Linked DNA regions of Mus musculus: region 1 is linked to region 2. The links are chromatin contacts, called in public HiChIP or PLAC-seq maps. All regions are on one chromosome and are shown on one strand. Each heading gives the region's core, a stretch centred on a gene start, on an enhancer-like site or on the middle of the called end of the contact. The rest is flanking DNA. Distances are from core to core; before and after follow the strand shown.

Region 1 (5,381 bases), core at 916-3,415, 83 kb before region 2:
GGATATGGCTTTATTCTGGGTTTCCGTCTCCCGGTGTCACAGTGAGAGCCAGGGATAGGGGGACTATCCCAGTGGTTACATCTTGGCTGAAAAGATGGGCTTTAATTGCCCCGTTGTTTAATGCCTCAGTTTCCCCTACTTGTAAAAGATGGCTGCAGGGTGGGCGCCCCAACTTTGCCAGTGGGGTTGGGGCGACCGAAGCCTCTGGAAGCCCTTCTTGGGTTATGGACATCACAGAGCAGTCAGGAGGGATGTCCAGGTCTTTTGGACTGCAAGAGCTTAGCTGTCTCCTTGGTGGTCTCCCTGTGGCTGTTGGTCTTTCCATAACCCTCAGTGGCCACAGGCTTTTGCTCTGTGTTAATCTGCCTTAGTCTTGAGCTGACAGGTGGCGGCGGCAGTGACTTCGTTTTTTGTCATCGTCGTCGTCGTTGTTGTAGTATGCAAGTTATTGATTTTACAATATTCTTTTTTTAAATCTTTTTCTTTATTTTCATTTCACGTGCATTGGTATTTTGCCTCCATGCGTGTCTTTATGCCTGTGTGAGGGTGTCAGATACTCTGGAACTGGACTTACAGTTGTGAGCCGCCGTGTGAGTGCTGGGAGTTGAACCCAGGTCCCGTGCAAGCACAGCCAGTTTTCTCAACTGCTGAGATGATTCTCTATCCTTGACTGGTGGCTTCTTGCTGGTTGTGGCACTGTGGGTACCGCCACGACCCTGGTTCAAATCCCAGGGCAGTTTTTTTCTAGGACTGCTTCCTTTGGGTCACATAACTTCCTCCTGGGCTCACAGTGGAAAGTGGGGTGTCACTTTCTGTCGTGCTCTAGGGATGGCTTTACCCCGGGCACCCTGCTTGGCATGGTCGTGGTTGAGCTGTCAGACATAACATTGCTGGTCATCTTCAGCCTGATGACGGGATTGTGGCTGTGATTGAAGCCCCTGTTGGAGGCCTGTCTCCTTTTCCTCTCCTCCTCTTGGCCCCTCCCTGGCCTCATCTTTCCATCTTCCAGACCTTCCTTATTTCCATTCTGGCCCCACATTTGGCTGTGTGTATGGCCTGGGCTTCCTGCTTAGGGGGCGGGGTGCAAAGCTTGCATCATGTTGACCTGACTTCTGGGTACTGAAGTGGAAGCCATTTGAGACCCTAACAGAGTGGTTCTCAACATGTGGGTACAAACCTTTCCACAGGGGTCGCCCAAGACCGTGGGAAAACACAGATATTTATGTTATGATGTGTAACAGCAGCAAAATTACAGTTATGAAGTAGCAACAAAAATAATTTTATGGTTGGGGGTTCACCATAACATGAGGGACTGTATTAAGAGACTGCAGCATCAGGGAGACCACTGCCCCAACACCTCAGGGCTGTGGCCCAAAGCCCCACAGCTGCAGAGCCAGCCTGCTTTGAGAAAGATGCACAGCCCACACCCAGAGGAGGTTGGGCTGGATGTGAGTCACCCAGCAAGTCACAGCCAGTGCTGACGCCTGCCCAAGCATCTGGCCATCTCTTCTGGCCTCTGTGTGCGTTCAGCTCTGCCTTTTTGTGGGCCTGTCACCAAGATGACCTGAGCCCTGAGCCCCAGGCCCGGTTTCCTTTAGTTAGGATCGGAAGGTCGGGACGGACGGGAGCATTTTCCTCTGGCCATCTGGCCCTGCAGGACTGGAGGACGCCAGGGCTGGCTGGCTGGGAGGAAATGGTTAAAGGAGGGGCCGTGGCTGGCCCAGGTCCCTCTGCCAGCAGCAAGGAGGGAGAGGGCTTCTCAAAAGCTATAAAAAGGCCTCGCAGTGTTGAGCCCCAGTGGCTGGAAGCCCGCCAGGGTTACCATGGCGATGAGGAATTAGTCCCGACTGCCAAGGCTGCTAGCAGCTCGGTACTTTTGGCTCTGGAACAAGAGTGGACTTATGTAATTCCGTGTTTATAGGCCTGGGTGGCGGACGCAGAGCTGGGCCTGAGTCTTGGTGGTGGCCCACAGTGGGTCACACCACCCCGCAGGGTATCCCTGACACGCCTCTGGTGCCCTGATTTTGGGGGACATTAGGACAGAAGCCTGCGGCCTAGCAGGCTGCTGGTCCCCACCAGGGCCTCCCCAGTCGGGGTGGGAGCCCAAGTCTCGCGGGAAGGGGTGCGGCTGCTGTGTGGGGCCGCCCCTTGCCCGCTTGGTCTGGAGGGAGGATGGCCCTGTCGCTGGCCAAGGGCTGGCCCCTAGACGCCTGTGGGTCGGGCCTCGGATACAGGGCATGCTGACCAGGGCTGGCTCACTGCCGGCCCTCGCTTGCCGCGTGGGGCAGTTCCTGCAAGTTGTGTGGAGCCCACTCAGGCTGTTGCTGGCCATGCACTGGTAAGAGAAGTTGCCTGGCTGGGGGTGCCCACATCCCCAGACCCTAGGGATGGTGCCACAGACCAGAGGGCTATGATTTGCAGGATGTGGGCAAAGGACACTGCCTGAGGACCCCTGGAATTGCCCCAGCCCCGTCTGAGGTATGGTGGCCCTGGTTCCTGCCGGCCCCCGTCAGCCAGCTGGGGTGGCTGGAGAGGCCCGAGACAGGATGTGTCTCAGGGTCCTGTGCATGGGACAGTAGGTTATCTTATCGGGAAAAGTTGTTGATATCCGGAAGACGTGAGGCACTGGGTGCTGGCTGGTGGCCCTGGGAGGGGATGTATGGTACAGACATTGTGCTTGCCTTGAGCATGCCTACCCAGTGCTTGGTGGGATAGTAGGACAGTGTAGGTCGGGCCGTGGGGTGACGGGATCAGAGCGTGGGGACTTGGGAGCTTGGGCTGGGGGGGAGCCAGGTGCAGGCATTGTGGGCCCAGCCTGCCTCCCCCGCTGAAGTGGAGCTTGGCTCAGCGCCCTGTCTGGTTTGAAATGAGGGCCACCGGCCCAGGCTTGCCCAGGGCCTTGGCAGCGCGCGAGGGGTAAACATTGGAAAGTTGGAAAGGCTTCGGAAGCTCACAGCAGCCGCCTGCGGCAGCAAGCCCAGGGCAGAGGATGGGCTTCTCCAGGCCTGGGGGTGGGGGGTTGCAGCTGGGATGTAGCTTCCAAGGATCCCCAAGCTCAGGCTATTGTGGGGGCTCCAGAAGGCACAGCTCATTTGCCTCAGACCCTAGTTGTACATCCAGTCCCGTTTCCAATTCTGTAGCTTTCAGTGTGCCCCTTAACTCTTACTCTTATTTCCCTAAGTGTAGAAAGGAGTGACGGATCCCCATGGGAGTAGAGGTAATAGGAGGAGGAATAGCGGAAGAGTAGGCTCTGGGGCAGGACTCAAGTTAAATGACTCTGGCAAGCCACTTCCTGTTTTGGAGTCTCAGTCTTCCCATCTGGCAAGTGGGCATGTAGCAAGTCATGTTGTCTAAAGGACCCGATGACACAGTTCTCTGGCACAGGGTGGGTTTGTGGTACTGACTAGGGTTGTGGTTTCTGGTGAGGATGACAGTGACAACAGCAGGCTTACCTGGGCCAATGGTGGGTACGTGCCATCTTGAAGAAACAGTGTTCATGGAGTTGGGGGGGGGGGTCAGATGGAAGTTCAAGGCATAGCCCGAGCCTCGTAGGACATACCACCTTAGTCAAGCCCTGGAACTCCCCAGCATCCAGGTGTGCCTTGAGGGAGCAATGGGAGCCCCAGGGGCTACAGTGCTGGGTGGTGTTCAGGGGTAGACTCCATATGTAATCTTCCCGGACCCCCTTGCTTTGCAGGGACTCGAATCCTGGGCTGGTGCAGGCCTTCACCTGGCCTCCCTTGCAAGCCCATTGTCCCATTTCCCCCGAGCGTGCATGGGTCCTTGATACTGCCCAGCGTGGCTTGGGGGTTGGGCCAGGCTGGGAGGTCCTGTGTTCTGCTGAAGGTGGCGATGCTTCTGTGTTTGTAAGTGACACACCAAGTGCTGCTTCTGCTGGCGCAGAGCCCCTCGTGTCTGGCCAGCAGCAGCCATCTGACAGCTCCTTTTTCTCGTCTAGGCCACCATGCTAGCTGCCCACCGCCAGTCGTCCTGGGAGTTGGGGCCTGTACATGCCCCTACTGTTCTTGTGTCTGCTTGGAGGGTGTTGGCTGGGTAGAGGCTGCCTCTGTCCCATGGGGAGTTTGGGTGATGTCCCTGCTACTGAGAAGCCTGCATGGAAGCCAGAGCAAGGTTGGGTGTGGGATGGAGAAGCTGTGGCAGCTGAGGTCATTGAACCTACATGTGCGCATGTCCATGCTTGGATGCATGCACATGTATATGCATACACGCTCATGTTCACAGCAAGTATTTGACGGTGTGACTACGGCTGGTGGGGTCAGTGTCCTTTCTCTGGCTCTGATCTTGAGAAACAGAGCTCTTGATGATTCAAGTGCATGGCACTGGGAACACCTCTGAAGGGCACACAGGGTCGTGGGACTCGCAGTGGCATCCCCAAGGGCAGCTTCACAAGTTTCCATGTACCTTGAAATAAGTGCGGAGGAAGGACCGTGGTTCCCAAGGCGGCTGTTCTGAGTTTGTGACTTGAGGTGCCTTGTAGGCTGGGTGATTTGACTCAGCTCCTAGAGCTCCATATCTTCATCTGTAGGATGGGGTGAGGGGTCAGCACCTTGTGGAGCGTGTGTGCAGTAGTCACCTGCACTGAGCGCTTATTAAAAGGGTTTTATCATACTTAGTGGGGCATGGTGGTATGTTCCTTTAGTCCCACTACCGGGAAGGCAGAGGCAGGCGGATCTCTGAGTTCAGGACTAGCCTGTTCTGCAGAGCGAGTTCCAGGACAGCCAGGGCTACACAGAGAAACCCTGTCTGGAAAAAGAACAAAAAAGTTTATCATGTCATTGTAGGGGCATTGGTTATCTCCTTCCTCCCACCATGGCTGTCTTAGGGGTAGAATTTGGGTGTCAGGCTTGGTCGTAGAGGTCCTTACCCACTCTGCCATTTTGCCAGCCATAGGCTGGATGTTTTTACACTGTGCCCTGTCATCAGATAGTGCGGTGGGCTGCTGTGGTCACCACCTGCTCATCAGTGTGATTGCTTGCGATGGCCTCTCTCTGAGGTCAGCGTGATCGTGTGGTTGGCCTGCCACCCAGTGCGATTGTCATGGTTTATCTGTTCCATCAGTGGCATGCACATTCAGACGTGGCCGGATCACTGTGGCCTCTTCTGCCGTTGGCTGAGTCTTCATGGCTGGTGGGCTTTATTGTTGGTGGGATCATCATACTTTGCCTGCTCTCTTGTTGGCGTGGTCTCCATGGTTTGCCAGTTTCACAACTGGCATGACCTTTGAGGTCCACTAGCTATGTCGTTGGCGTGGTCTCCATGGTCTGTCTATTCCTGTCGTTGGCCTGTGGTCTCCGCGGTTCATCTGCTCTGTTGTTGGCCTGAGGTGTGAACAGTGTCTCTCAGGAGCTGCTGGTTGTAGG
Region 2 (4,795 bases), core at 613-3,112:
CTGGCCTTAGGGCAAGCCCTGATGACTTTGTCTGACATGGTTTGAAGTACCTCCTTTGTACCAGTGATTGGCAAGTACAGAGATGCTGAGGTCTGAAGTGTTTCAGGGAGAAGGTGGCCGAGGCAGGTTCACAGATGATCTCACAGGGCTCCCTGTGCCCCCCATGGGATACTGTCGGTCTCTGGTCCACTTGTACTGAATGATCCAACACTTAATGAACTCAGTGAACGCATCCATCACTTAAGTCCAGAGCAGGCTCAACATTTCTTAAGGAAGGAGGATGTGGCTAGAGGCCTCGGGACAGGGAGGGCACGTTTCTCCGACTTCTTGCTCTGGGAGGGTTTTCTTTTGCAAGGGAGTCTAAGAAAGCTGCTTCAAGGGTGGAGGTTGGGGTGGGGTGCCCTCCTAAGCTTCTCCCTGAGGGGGATCTAGGAGCCCCAGACAGTGGGAGAGCCTGTTCTCCCATGTGTTAAATCAGAGGCTTACACACTTGCTGAGCTCAGACCCCTGTGGAGGGGATTGGGGACTGGAACAGTCACAGCCCCTGAGCCACTGGAGTGCTTCATGGGTCCCAGGTAGAGCATGAGAAAGGGTCACCTTTGGCCACCATTTCGCCCCTCCCCTCTGTGGCGACTGGGCTCTTTCAGCTCTCTGCCAGCTTCAGGCCCCCTGCCTTGACTTCCTGTCTTGGCCAATTTCACTTCCTAAGTAGCTGCCTCTGAAATTCCTTCCTTAGAAATTAGTGGGGTGGGAGAACCCAAGACCGCAAGGCAGGCTGGCAAAACTGTTGCACCGAGCACACAGGCCCAACACTCCCAGGACAGACATTCAGGGGATCTTCATGGATCCCTGCCTCTGACACTCAGGTGTCTAGAGCTCCTTTTTGAGAGAGCCATTTGCAGCTCAATCAAAACCCATGAGTGTGGAACAAAGAGCTGGTCTTTGGGGAGTAGATGCTATGGAGATGAGAGGCCACCCTACCCCCATCCCTAGAGCCAGCCGCAGGGCCCAAAATGCTCCTTGGGCAGATGTCCTGGGGCCTTCTCTGGGGTTGGGAGCAGTAGAGCTGTCTGTTCTCTGTAGCTCTCCAGCCTTAGGAGCTTTGGGGTGTCCTTCCAGGAGCACCCTGACATTTTCACAGGGGGTATGCTTGCATAGGCCCCCTTTGGAGTTCCCTGTGGAGCACGGTGGGATTCTGTGGGAATGACCTGTGTCCTCAGCAGGATTAGGAATCTCTCCACCAGCCGGCCGGGATACAGGGAAGCACCATCTTTCTGTCCCAGTCCCCTGGACTTCTAGAACAGAATGGAAGGGCAAGGGCTAGAGGGAAGAGTTGGTTCTAGAAGTCAACCTGACGGGATGCTGCTCTAGGAGGCTGCTTAGTTGTCTTGGCCTCCCGGGAGCCCTTGGGACCTTGCAGCAGGTGTTCTCGGAGAATAGAGGATGTATTAGGTAACCAGGGTCCCCAGACCCTTGGCCAGACCTCTGGGAGTCCCATACCTCCCCCCCCCCCCAAATGGCTGTGGTGTTGGAGTACTCCTAAGTACATCCCAAGTTCCCCACCCTCCACCCCCATAGAAAGCCTTGGCCACCCACAGCCCTCCGAGAGGTCCAGGCTTTGGGGGCCTGTGAGGAAAGGGGGGGTGCGACCGCAGGTGGAACCGGCTGGCTGGCGGGAGGGCTGGCTGGCGGGCGGGCGGAAGAGGCTGCTTGCTCCCTGCCTGCCGGGGGTGGGAGCTCTGTTTTTCTGGATCCCTCAGTCTGTTCTTACCGCTGCTGACGCTGCCACGGATGGGGAGAGAGGGAGGGAGCCTGTGCCAGTTGGCCCGCCCAGCCGAACCTGGGCCTGTGCCCGGCCCCCGCCCGCCCCCGCCCGCCGCGTCTGGAGGTCACATTCAGTCCTGACGCGGCTCGTTGGGTCAGGCAGCAAGAAGAGCCGCGCGGAGCCCTGGGTCCCACAGCCCAGCCGTTTAGGGACACGGCTGCCTGGCCCTGTCTTGCCCGGGGCTTTTGGATTTCTTGTGGCTTGGTGGGTCTGGGGGCTCCGGGACAGCACCCTCACCAAGTGTCCTCTCTGAGACACTGGTGCCTGGAAGATCTGCGGACGCCGCGTGCGCACTGGTGACGCCTGGCACAGAGAAACCCAGCACACAGAACTGACAACTTCCCGCTGCTGCCGTAGCCCTCGCTCCCTTCCCAAGCAGGAAGGGCACTGCTCTGTTCTTTGGGGCAGCTGGTAGCTGCAGCCGGAGGAGTCCTGGGGCCATCCCCAGTGCCTGCTTTTGCCCTCTCGGCTCCTGAGGATGTGAACAGAGGTAGAACCGGGGGATACCAGCAAGAAGCCCTAAGGAGCCTTGCGGCCACAGCCTCCTAATCACCGCTCCGCTCCCTGGAGCATCCTTCCAGCCGGATGTTTCCGGAAAACTTGGCCGAGGGGGAGACGCAGATGAGAGGATGTGAGTGGTCCCCAGCTGGCGGGGCAAGAGGGTGGGGTTGGCTGGTGACGGGGACTTCTATGGGGCTACAGGAAATTTCAGCTGCACATGTGGTGGTGGTGGGGTCTTGGAATTTTGGACCCGTGGCCTGGCGCTCCTTCTTGCCTTTCTAGGGTGCAGCCAAGATCCCCTGGAAGGAGGCTGTACTTAGTCTTAGCTCCAAGCGTGCCTGGGGCATTCTCAGCGGGGCTTCCCCGGGGTGGACAGAGCAGCTGGGCTGTCTCTACGACACGGGATATGAAGTGCTCCTGTGCACAGCACCCTAATGTAAGGTTCCTAGAACAAGAGTAGAGGAAGCTCCTGTCTCCCCAGGGCTGTGTGGCACACTCTGGGAAGGGCCTCCCCAACAGCTCTGCCCAGTGCTCTTCCCTGACCACACGTGTTCGGGAACAGCTGAGCGTCATCCCCCCCACCCTGACAGTTTCTAGCTTTTATAGGCTGAGTTAGTTGGGAGACCCAGCTGTTCTGACTCCCTATTGACCTAACTGAATTTGGAAATGTCTGTTCCCCGGGGTCGGGCCACCCTCCCCTCCCAAGTCTTCATTGCACCCCACCCCCAACAGCTCCAAATGGAGACCTGCCCTGGGGTTCCGGGCCTGCGATCCCTCGGCCTGACGTGTTTGTTGGGCCCTCTTGGACGGCACTCGGGTAATATAAATAAACGCAGCCCCAGCCGCCAGGTTCTGGAAGTGGCAGCTGCTGCTGGCGCGGGTGGAGGGAAAGGTCAGGGGCTGAGTTACACTTGATCCTGAGCCCTGGCCCTCCCTGCCTCCTGTCCTTGAGGAGCCCTGAGAAGCTGCTCTGGAGCCACGTGGCTCTTGTGGTCACTGTAGGCCAGCAGGTGGCCTGGCTATCCCGCACCTCCCCCAAACCATGGCGCGTCCCCCTCCCCCCCAATGCTGCTACTATGGGAAGCTGAGGCTTCAGACCCACTCCTGAGCTGGGTGAGGTGGGTGAGAAACCTTCAAGAATTCCAGTCTTGACCAGGGTGTGGGGGAGGGGCAAGACTGACTCAAAGCCATGTAGACCTAGGGGGTCACTTGCTGGTGTGTTGGGGGTTTTATTGTTTCCTTTGTTTGTAGTGAGCCACCAACTGGGGTTTGAATGAGGGGGTGGTGAGAAGGGGGTGGGCCCCCTCCCCTGCCCTCCCCGCCCCCTGCAATTCGTAGTTACAGCCTCTTGTTCTGCTTTGACTTGTGTTGAAGAACATGATTTGAAGCCTGGTGGTAGGAAATGGGACTTAGCCTTGTCACAAGTGGCTTTGAAGCTCCGCCGAAGCGCCGGCCTCCTAACCTCCATCCCCAGGGGCAGGTTTCTGGCACTGCCATGGGAAAATGGCCAGCTTTGCCTTCAAGGGAGCTGGGGCTCATTGAAGGTTGCTGAGGGTGCACAGCCTTCTAGTATAGCCCAAGGTTTGTAGCCTCAGAGCTTGTGAGCCATGAGGTCTGTGGCCTTGGGGAGGGGTTGAGGGGGGCCTCCGCAGATCTGAAGATTGTCCCACCATGTGGTCTCAAGCTGTGACTTGAGACAGATCCACCCGTGACTGCTAAGTGCCAGGTGGGCCCTGAGTCTGGTGTGGCTCTTGAGGTGTGGGGGGGCCCCAAGCTCACCCTGCTCCCCTCCCCAGCTCGGCCTTGCTCTGACCTGAGCTCTTCCAGGGCTCGTTCCCCTTCACCTATGGTGAGACCGGAAAGCGGGCTTGTTCTCCTGAGGCCTCACTGCAGCTGTGCAGTGTCAGAGCTGGGTCACCACAGCTCCCGCCCAACTGGGGAGGGAAGGATGGGGGGAGGCTGTCTTCTGCCCCCTAGAATCTTAACTGTGGCCTCGCTTGGGGCCATGCCTGTTACTGTTTGTTTCCTGGTCCCTCCCTGGCTGTGCCCCCTTGGCTTTGGACGGTAGTGAACCCTCATCTGCCCTCCACCTGTAGGCCTCCTGGAACATGGGAGGAACTGGTCAGCCATTGCCCGTATGGTGGGCTCCAAGACCGTGTCCCAGTGTAAGAACTTCTACTTCAACTACAAGAAGAGGCAGAACCTGGACGAAATCCTTCAGCAGCACAAGCTAAAGATGGTAAGTCTGGCCAGAACTCGGTGGCCACGTCCACTGGGAACTGGGGCCAGCCAGGCCTCCCACAGCCTCGCTCATGTGGCCCCTGGCTGCCTGGCATCTGCATGGGGAGGGATGGGTGGGCTGGGCCCTGACTCAGCCAGGAATCGGACCTGGAGGTCCTAAGTGAGCAGCTTCGCTTCTGCTTGGCTGCCCTTTTGAACAGTCGGGCTACAGGGACAGGGAATGAGGGT

Evidence for each region. HiChIP or PLAC-seq counts read pairs in DNA pulled down with a chosen protein or histone mark.
Region 1: a contact with region 2 is called in an H3K4me3 HiChIP or PLAC-seq map of bone marrow-derived macrophages, with 4 times the contacts expected there. The contact joins two enhancer-like sites. A contact is called at or near these places in 6 of 484 Hi-C or Micro-C datasets (CD4 T cells, natural killer cells, nephron progenitors and 3 more), 8 of 115 datasets of contacts at active chromatin or transcription factors (bone marrow-derived macrophages, craniofacial prominence, embryonic stem cells and 3 more) and 4 of 9 other capture datasets (adipose tissue, embryonic stem cells, liver and 1 more).

What each region holds. Positions count from the first base shown.
Region 1 is chr5:125,137,790-125,143,170 of GRCm38.p6, reverse strand. The region is part of intron 1 of Ncor2 (nuclear receptor co-repressor 2); the gene reads left to right. Among named protein-coding and RNA genes, the nearest start is that of Ncor2, 39 kb to the left of the region's middle. Within about 2 kb of position 2,165, at least 324 of the 459 cell types and tissues checked have an H3K27ac peak or open chromatin away from gene starts, as enhancers often do. A contact at or near this core is called in bone marrow-derived macrophages, liver, nephron progenitors and 3 more, where this site is marked.
Region 2 is chr5:125,055,503-125,060,297 of GRCm38.p6, reverse strand. Ncor2 (nuclear receptor co-repressor 2) reads left to right here. Exons shown (of 47, transcript NM_011424.3): 18 at 4,423-4,565. Among named protein-coding and RNA genes, the nearest start is that of Rflna, 54 kb to the right of the region's middle. Within about 2 kb of position 1,862, at least 178 of the 459 cell types and tissues checked have an H3K27ac peak or open chromatin away from gene starts, as enhancers often do. A contact at or near this core is called in bone marrow-derived macrophages, liver, nephron progenitors and 3 more, where this site is marked.